2 separate regions of the Zea mays genome follow, and region 2 is linked to region 1. A link is a contact called in public Hi-C data. All regions are on one chromosome and are shown on one strand. The core of a region is the stretch at or near the end of the contact, and the rest is flanking DNA. Distances in the headings are between cores, read along the strand shown. Region 1 holds the start of LOC103626874. Region 2 holds the start of LOC103626876 (probable pre-mRNA-splicing factor ATP-dependent RNA helicase).

The links. A called contact is a pair of places that touch in the nucleus more often than the background predicts.
Region 2: a contact with region 1 is called in a Hi-C map of leaf, with 2.7 times the contacts expected there. The contact joins the promoter of LOC103626876 here to the promoter of LOC103626874 in region 1. A contact is called at or near these places in 2 of 25 Hi-C or Micro-C datasets (ear and leaf).

The regions. Positions count from the first base shown.
Region 1 is chr5:128,800,868-128,805,645 of Zm-B73-REFERENCE-NAM-5.0, forward strand. LOC103626874 reads left to right here and starts at 2,867. Exons shown (of 1, transcript XM_008647228.2): 1 at 2,867-4,778. The coding sequence starts at 3,430.
Region 2 is chr5:129,175,043-129,179,820 of Zm-B73-REFERENCE-NAM-5.0, forward strand. LOC103626876 (probable pre-mRNA-splicing factor ATP-dependent RNA helicase) reads left to right here and starts at 2,750. Exons shown (of 2, transcript NM_001326564.1): 1 at 2,750-4,778. The coding sequence starts at 2,888.

The DNA.
Region 1 (4,778 bases), core at 1,617-4,116:
ATATGTCGAAGCTACAATTGAAAGAGCTTCGGCATGGTGGCATGCCTAAGATGAAGGATGGCACCGACTTAAAGAGGAAAAGACTACATAGTCCCTGATAATCTGTATTATGATTATAATTAGTTATCAAGGACATGATTGTAACTTTGTCTAGGCTACGTCACGTGCCTATAAGTAGATGAACAGTACCCCCGTACTGTTCACGCTGACTTGTAATCACTCACGCGTCACTCCTGCTTTTTCACCTTCTGTCAAGCCGAAGGTACAAATGTAATTTAAATATTGTTGATGTTTGTTCATATTTATATAATAAGAATATGAATAGTCTAATGATTTGAAATGATTATTCATATTCCCTTTGTGTTTCATATGTCTCTGTTTACATCCTGGCTTATTGAAATGATGAAGGTATGTCCTTCATGACCTTCGTCCGAAGATCATTATATCTTAAAGGAGATAATGTTTTGAAGGACGAAGGTCTTTAACCATTAACACTTGTGTTGTCTTGTTCTTGATTCATAGCATTTGAGAACAAGTGACCAACAATTAAGTTATAGGAGTTGGTTGCAATCAACTGATGCATTATCTCCTTGATTATCCTATTGTATATGTATCCTTAATACCCTGCTAAGTTAGGTACACTTAAATGCTTAGGCTTGCTTAGATCGGTAGAAATCGGGTGATTTACTATCACATGCAAGCTATAGGGATATTCCAAGCCTGGTTTATAAATTGCCATCATGGGCAGTTCTTCAAGTCAAATGAACAATATTATATATACAACTATTTGTTACAAAGTGGTGTCTTAAGGAGTTTTTCAAATAAAATAAAAAACTTAAACATATTCTAATGTATCAATGTACATTTTAGATGTTTTTTATACTTTTAGAATTGCGTCGTTGTACATACAGTAATGACCTAGTGAAATAGATACTCCCTCCGTCCACATGATTTAGTTGTTTTGGGTTTGTCCTAAGTCAATCACTATCAACTTTGACCGATTATATCGGATATTGTATAAGATTTAAAAATTGAAAGTAAAGTTACTGGATTCATCATGACTTGAACTAACATATTATATAATTCTTTTAGTTTAAAATAATTTAATCTTATATATATTGTTGATCAAAGTTAAAATAGTTTGACTTGGGATAAATCTAAAATGACTAAATCATATGGACGGAGAGAGTATGTTATAAAGCAACCTTGAGAGTCAGCTATGGCGTAGAGCTAATGATACAACCATGGAGGGACAACCTTGAGAGTCAGCTATGGCGTAGAGCTAATGATACAACCATGGAGGGACAGTCGGATAACTCAAGTTTCCACGGTTTCCATCTTCGTCATGTTTTCCCACATTTAATTTAAATAGTAAAAATACTAAAAATACGTATAAATGGAGATGCAAACCATGGTTGTCGGGTTTAAACCCACGTTCACACCTACTTAGCCAACGAAACACATATGTTTTTATGTTTATTCTATATTTAAATATAAATAAAACTGTAGCAACGTACGGACACATTGCGAGTTAGCTTATTATTCATGTGTTTTTTGTTCTTGTATCATGGATTCCTACATTACAAACACCACTTTTGATCTTTTTTCTACGTTTTCTATTTTTCTGTTTTACAATCTCATTCCTATACATTTCCTTTGTTTTTGTACATTGTTTCTCTATTTCTCAGCTGTAAATATTGCGCTACTACTGCCTATTAAGAACCTAGAGTAAATCTTATTGATTTTTCAGAGAGGGGAAATGACTTGTGAATGGTGCAAGCAATAATATGTACAAACTACAAAGCTAGGTTCATCTACAAAGATAAAAGAGAAATACTAGGCGAGGACCAAAGCACTATTAATAGGTCCTTTTGAAGTCATCCTGAACAGTTGTGAAACAATAGCTTTTCTAACCAACAGATCTATTATTTCAACCAGTGATCCAAACAACAACTGAAGTTTTTCCCCCAAATCTAAAGACAGAGATGAGCCCTCTGCCCATAAAAAGTTGGCGTGGATTTGGAAAAAAAAAAAGCAGCAGCAATCAAGATTGCGCCCGGTTTCCATCTGGAACCCGTAAATAATCCATGCATGTACGCCTTGTTGTGTGTCCTTGAAACAAATCCAGGAAATTCAACGAACGTGGCTAGCTGTTTCAAACGTCGCCCATCAATGTGAATAGCGCTTTTTTTTTCCAGGTGGGTGGCAATGCGTGTCATACCCCATCCCAGAATTGGTACCGGGTCTATGTTGGGAACGCAATTAATCTGGAGGGAATACAGTAGCGCGGAAGGATACAGTAGCCCCCTCCCCTGTACAGGGAGACCAGCTATCCGAGTGTCCCTCAGTGGCTGTATCATTAGCTGCCGTTGCTGACTCTGAAGGCTGCTTTGCAACCTATCTATTTCACTAGGTCATTATGGTATGTACAACCCGGAGTATTGTAGTGTACCAGGCGTGGTCTTTCCTAGTATACTATTCTTCATATACTGTAGGCTTTACTTGAACCTATACCAAGAGGACAGTGTTGCATTCTTGATATGGTGAGAATGGGGCTTGGCCTGTGCACTCCTTCCCATCTCCATCGTCCATCTTTCCTTCGTCCTCGATATGACTACCCATCCATCCGAGTCTAGTCTTCACCCCGCCTACCGCCCGCTACCAGCACAGCAACTGCTGCACCATCAGTGAGCACAAATATCACGCCAGTGGCCAGTGGGTGACCTCTCCACTAATAGATGATGTTTTAGGATTTAAATTGTGTTATAAAATAGATGATGCTTTTTTGAAAGGTATTTTGGTAGTTTATATCGCCCCTCACAACAGATTGACTGCTTTCCTTCCTCCCCAGCAGTTTTGGCTGGTTGAATGAAAAAGAAAAAAAAATGTCATATTCACATACTATTATATATTGGTATTTGGCGGACACGGTCGAGAGGGTGAGACTCTTCTTCAATTCATCGATCTCGTCCTCGTTTTGTCCCTATCAACCCTTTTTCTTCTGTCTCTCTCCTCTCCCTTTCTACCTTGCAGCATCGGCATCGCATCGCATTGTTTTCTCCTCTCCCGCATCCCAAATCTTCCTTTCTAAACCCCCTAAAACCTCCACGAAATACCCCACCGCCCCCCCGGCCCCCGCGCGCGCATGGACGGCCCACCGCGGCCGCCGCCGCCCAATGTGCAGCTTCGATCGCCGTCCGCGCGCGCCGCCGGGTGCCGACTCCCGCATTAGCCGCCCGCCGCGGGAAATCCCACGCCGCTGCCACAGCGGGATTCGATTGGCGGGTTGGTGACCGGAAAGGAAGAGGGGGTGGGGTGGTTCCCTTTCTTTTCTCCGTACCGCGCTTCGCGATCGGTTTGCCGATCGTTAGTTGGCTGGTCGGTTCGTCTGCCCCTTGTTCGCTGGGCGGCGAGGCGGGCCCGGCTGCCATGTCCACGGCAACGGCCAAGGAGGAGGAGGCGGCCGCGGCCGCGGCGCCCGCAATGGTCGGCGAGGAGGCCGCCGCGCGCGCCGCGCTGAAGCGCTACGAGGCCCTCCTCACTGTGCGGGCCAAGGCGGTCAAGGGCAAGGGCGCCTGGTACTGGGCGCACCTCGAGCCCGTTCTCGTCCCGCCCGCCGAAACCGGCATGCCGCCCAAGGCCGTCAAGTTGCGCTGCGCCCTCTGCTCCGCCGTCTTCTCTGCCTCCAACCCGTCAAGGACCGCCTCCGAGCACCTCAAGCGTGGTACCTGCCCCAACTTCGCTTCCCCGCCGCCGGGACCCGCCGGCGCCTCGGCCTTGCAGCCGGCGCCCACGCCCACGCAGCAGCTCGCGCTGCCGTCCAACTCCACCGCCTCATCCCCTGTCCCCATCTCCTCCATCGCGCCCTCCTCGTCGCACCACCACTCCAATCCGCACCACCACCACCACCAACAACAACAATCCGGCAGTCGCAAGCGCCATTCCATGCCACCCGCGTACACGCCGGCGGAACCCGTGTCTCACCATCATCACCTCGTCGTTGTTGACCCGTCCTTGGTCTACCCTTCGGCGTTGCCCGCGCTGCCGGCGCCCCCTCCGCCACACCAGTCGGAGCTCGTGCTCTCCGGCGGTAAAGGCGACTTCAGCGCTCTCGCCATGCTCGAGGACAGCGTCAAGCGCCTTAAGTCACCCAAGGCATCGCCGGTCACCATGATGCCCAAGCCGCAGGCTGACGCGGCGCTCGCCTTGCTGTCCGACTGGTTCCTGGAGTCATCGCCTGGCGTGTCGCTCTCTGCCGCTAGCCACCCCAAGCTCCGGGCCTTCCTACGCCATGTCGGGCTACCGGACCTGCAGCGCGCCGACCTCGCTGGTCCACGCCTCGACGCCCGCTTCGCCGAGGCGCGCGCCGACGCCACCGCGCGTGTTCGGGACGCGCTCTTCTTCCAGCTTGCCGCCGACGGCTGGCGGGAGCAGGTGGTCACTCTCTGTGTCAACCTCCCGAATGGCACGTCCGTGTTCCATCGCGCTGTGCCGGTACCCGCCATGGCGCCCTCAGACTACGCCGAGGAGCTCATGCTGGAGGCCGTGGCTTCAGTCTCAGCCTCAGGTTCCTCTAGCGACCTCCACCGCTGCGCAGGCATAATTTCTGACCGCTTCAAATCGAAGGCGCTGCGTGATCTTGAGAAGAAGAACTACTGGATGGTGAACCTATCTTGTCAAATCCATAGCTTCACCCGTTTGGTGTGGGATTTCGCGAGGGAACTCTCGCTGTTCCGCTCCGCCACAGCCAAGTCTGCCAAGCTTGCTGCCTTCTTCAA
Region 2 (4,778 bases), core at 1,500-3,999, 370 kb after region 1:
TTCTCCTCCAGCAGAGCTCAGAATGGTACTTTCTCTACAGAAAGAGTTAGAGAGCAAACCAAAGCACCAAACTTGTAGTAAGAGGTGTATGGAACATGGTTGAACACTCAAACCTTACATACTTAACCTTTTTCATCGTTTTACCCAATTTGGCATGTTTGAGGTCGATGTTGGACTCTAAACCATTAAGTCAACTTGACTTGATCTAGATTGATATATCTGAGCTCCAACTCCCTTGTTCATTTCTCGAGCTTGATCTTGAGCCTTATGACTTACACCACATAACTGTAGATGTTACCTCATTGGTTGTAAGTCATGTCCTTATGTAGTGATCCTTGATACACCATAACTCTTAACTCGATCAACCTTGACTTTGCAAGTCTTCTTCTTCACCCCTGGCTTTGGGTTCCTGGTCTCCTTGACCTTCTCCCGTGCACTCGGTACCTCGAAGCTCTTCTTGCCTCCATCCTTGGCTTGATCAGTTGTCTCTGAGTTACGCACACCGAGTCTCACTTAAACAGTGTTCATTATCTATAGATAAATTAGTCTTTGGACCATCACACTTGTTCACTTGTGTTGAACCCTGTTAGCTTTGCATTAAGCACCTGTTCAACACTTAGCACACTTGTTAGTCCTTTAATTGGGTTGTCATCCAAACACCAAAACCCACAAGAGAGCTTTCAGGTGTACCTTGTTTCAGCAGCCACTAGCCTCCAGCTTAAGTAGGTTACAACATGCTCCTTTCCTTCGGTCTCCTGAGTCATAACGACTCTGATAACTTCATCTTCGGTTGCAATATATAACCTGAATGTTACTCCTAGTCTTGGTGCTTTCAATACTAGAGCTGAAGACAAATAGTTCTTAATAGGATCAAATGGTTTCTGTTGTTATGTACACCAAGTGAAATCGACATCATTTTTAAGCCGAAGAAAAAAGAGATTATAATCCTTTTCAACTCATATCTTTCAAGCCATTTTAGCTAAGATAAAATGTAATATTTGTTCTTATATATCATTGCGACATATAGGCATGGTACCACTAATAATTTATGAACCCATTTCAATTATGCTCAGACGATAAAAAGTAACTGTTTTTTTGCTTTATCTCCTATTAAAGCAATGATGGACAAACCTCCTGAAAACAATTCTTGCTGTGGACCTCGTATAGACCTCCTGAAAAAAATTCTTGTCGTGGACCTCATACGCACGACTTCCAACGTTCCACCCAATGCGCCTCCTCCCTGTTCTGTACTTTTATCCCCCACCCCTCCAACGATTCACTCTCCCTTTCGTTCTAGGACTAGTTTGGGAGGCACAAAACCGAAAGGATTGGAGAGGCTAGCATCCCTTTTTATTCATTTTTGTGCTAGCCCCTCCAATTCCTTCGGTTTTGTGCCTCCCAAACTAGCTCTAAATGGTAAGCTCACTAATCAGTACTATGACCTACCAAATTAATCATTTTTAAGTATAACTACCATATAACAATATATATTATGATGCTATGAATATTGTATAATTTTCTAAAACTCAAAAACTAATGTATAAAAATTAATTAATTAGTTAAAATGTAAATAGAGATAAGAAAATGGTTAGAGAGAAATATATTTAAAAATAAATAGAAAGTATAAATAATGGGAGAAAAGAGAGGAACGGATGAAATGAGTCACACCCCCACGACCCCACCCCACCGAGAGATTTTTGCCATTGTAAAATACTGCACATTCGGCTTCATCGAAATGGAGGCATTGGGGGATTCGACGATATGGAAATACACAAGACGCGTAGCCGACGAAATAGACTCGTAATCTCTTTTATGCGTAGAGACGGGCCATTTAGCACCTGGAGGTCACGCCGTGACCTTGCCGTGACTCCTCCTCTAGTGGCTTGACCTCCTCTGACGGAGCAGTGAAGCTACACCAGGCACCATGGGCCTCGCGCCGAGGGAGCCCATGAAGCAGCGTGTGAGCCGCTGCCTACTGCGGCTCTCGGACCGGGACATGGAGGTGATGGGTGCGTCCGAGCTGGACGCGATCGCGCGCGAGCTGGACGCCGACGAGCTGCCGGTGTTCGTGGCCGCGGTCTACGGAGCGCGGCCCACTGACAGGACACCGCTGCGGCGGCACTCGCTCCGCCTGCTCGCGCTCGTGGCCGGCGAGCACCCGCGGGACGTCATCGCGCCGCTCGTGCCCAGGCTCCTGGCCGCCGCGCTACGCTGCGTCAGGGACCCGGACTCCTCCGTGCGTGCCGCGCTCGTGGACACAGCCCGCGCTGCGACTTTGCCGTGACTCCTCCTCCTCCATCCTACGAGCACGAGCCTGGCCACTCCGCCCATGACAAAGGCTCTGTCAACGCGCCAGTAGGTAGCGGCAGCGACGACTTCGTCGAGCCGAGCGCCGCGCGGAAGCACCTGCTGCCGGTGTCAGCGAGGAATTCCACAAACAGAGAATGGGGAATGGAGAATGAGGAGGAAGAAGAGAGGAGAGAGCTCACCAGAACACCTCACGAGCGGCGGAGACAACAAGCACTAACGGCGAGCCGGCGGACGCTGACTGATTCGGACGAAGGAGGGTTAATGTTTCCTCATTTGCTAATAAATATTTTGAGTCTATTTCGTCGGCTACGCGTTCTATATAATTCCATATCGTCGAATCTCTTTCCAACATCTCCGTTTCGTCGAAACGGCCATGTTTTATAATGGCAAAAATCTTAAACAATCCAGCCACCCATGAAAAAAAAAACTACAGCGAGCACGGGAGCAAACCGGGACGCTCCCAACGCCAACACCACACCACACCACACCACAGTTCTCACCCAACTGGCCAACCCAACCCGAATAAATTTGAAGCGCGGACCAAGCCCTAGATCCGACACCAGCACCACCCTCAGCCATGGCGCCAGCGGCGGCGGAGGCTGGTCCCGGCGATGACGGGCTTAGGAAGCTCGAATACCTTTCCCTGGTCTCCAAAGTTTGCTCCGAGCTCGAGACCCACATCGGCGTCGGCGACAAGGTGCTGGCCGAGTTCATCACCGAGCTCGGCCGCGACTCCACAACCGTCCCCGAGTTCGACGCCAAGCTCAAGGAGAAGGGCGCCGACTTCCCCGACTACTTCGTCCGTACGCTCCTCACCATCATCCACGCCATCCTCCAGCCTACTGCTTCCAACCCTAGCGCTGCCACCGTCGCCGAGGGCCCTGCTGGTGCGGAGTCGGCCAAATTCCCCGGGCTCGCCCGCCCCGACGACCCCGACCATGCCCGCAACCTCCGCCTCGAGCTCGAGCGGGATGCCGATGCGGCCCCTCCTGCTCCGATGAGGGACGACCGCGACCGCCGCTGGGATGGGAGAGGCCGAGACCGGGACTACGGCCGCGGCGGCCGTGAGCATGATCAAGACCGCGGTGGCCGTGACCACGATCGTGACCGCCGTGACAGGGATCGAGGGCGCGACCGCGAGTATGGCCGTGATAGGGATCGAGGGCGCGACCGTGAGTATGGCCATGATAGGGATCGAGGGCGCGACCGTGAGTATGGCCGTGATAGGGATCATGACCATGTCCGGGATCGTGACGGGGAACGCCTCCACGATGGAGATAGAGATACTGGTAGGAACAGAGTTAGGGACTTGGGGAGGAGCAGGAGGTATGCAGATGATGAAGAAGAGGAGAGGGGCAATGTAGGAAGGGGAAGGGAGGTTGCTGTTTCGAATCCCAGTGGGGAGCCAGAGCTGTACCAGGTGTACCGAGGGAGGGTTACCCGGGTGATGGATACCGGATGCTTTGTCAGGCTTGATGATGTTCGCGGTGGCCACGAGGGACTTGTTCATGTATCGCAGATGGCTAGCAGGCGGGTGGCCAATGCAAAGGAGGTGGTGAAGCGTGACCAGGAGGTGTATGTGAAGGTAGTCTCGGTGAAGGGGCAGAAGTTGAGTTTGTCGATGCGGGATGTCGATCAGGATACTGGGAAAGACCTCCTGCCGATGCAGCGAGGTGGGGATGATGCACCAAGGGTGAACCCATCTGGTGGCAGGGGCAGTGGCATGGGATCTGGCAAGAGGTTGGGTTTGTCAGGTATTGTGATCACGGAGGAGGATGAGGCAGCCCCAACATCAAGACGACCACTCAAGAGAATGAGCTCGCCAGAGAGGTGGGAAGCAAAACAGCTTATTGCCTCGGGTGTGCTGGATGTGAGGGATTATCCAATGTTTGATGAGGATGGGGATGGTATGATGTACCAGGAGGAAGGTGCAGAAGAAGAACTTGAAATTGAGCTAAATGAGGATGAACCAGCATTCTTGCAGGGGCAGAGCAGATTTTCAATAGACATGTCACCTGTAAAGATCTTTAAGAATCCTGAGGGTTCATTGAGCCGAGCAGCAGCCCTACAGACTGCTCTCATAAAGGAACGTCGTGAGGTTCGAGAACAGGAGCAGAGAGCCATGTTAGATTCAATCCCCAAGGATCTGAATCGACCATGGGAGGACCCAATGCCTGATACAGGTGAGCGGCACCTTGCACAGGAGCTGCGAGGTGTTGGCCTTTCAGCTTATGACATGCCTGAATGGAAGAAGGAGGCCTATGGAAAAGCTTTAACTTTTGGGCAAAGGTCAAAGCTTTCAATACAAGAGCAGAGGCAGTCTCTTCCTATTTACAAGTTGAAGAAAGAGCTTATACAAGCTGTACATGATAATCAAGTTTTGGTTGTTATTGGAGAGACTGGTTCCGGGAAGACGACGCAGGTGACACAATATTTGGCTGAGGCAGGTTATACCACGCGGGGTAAAA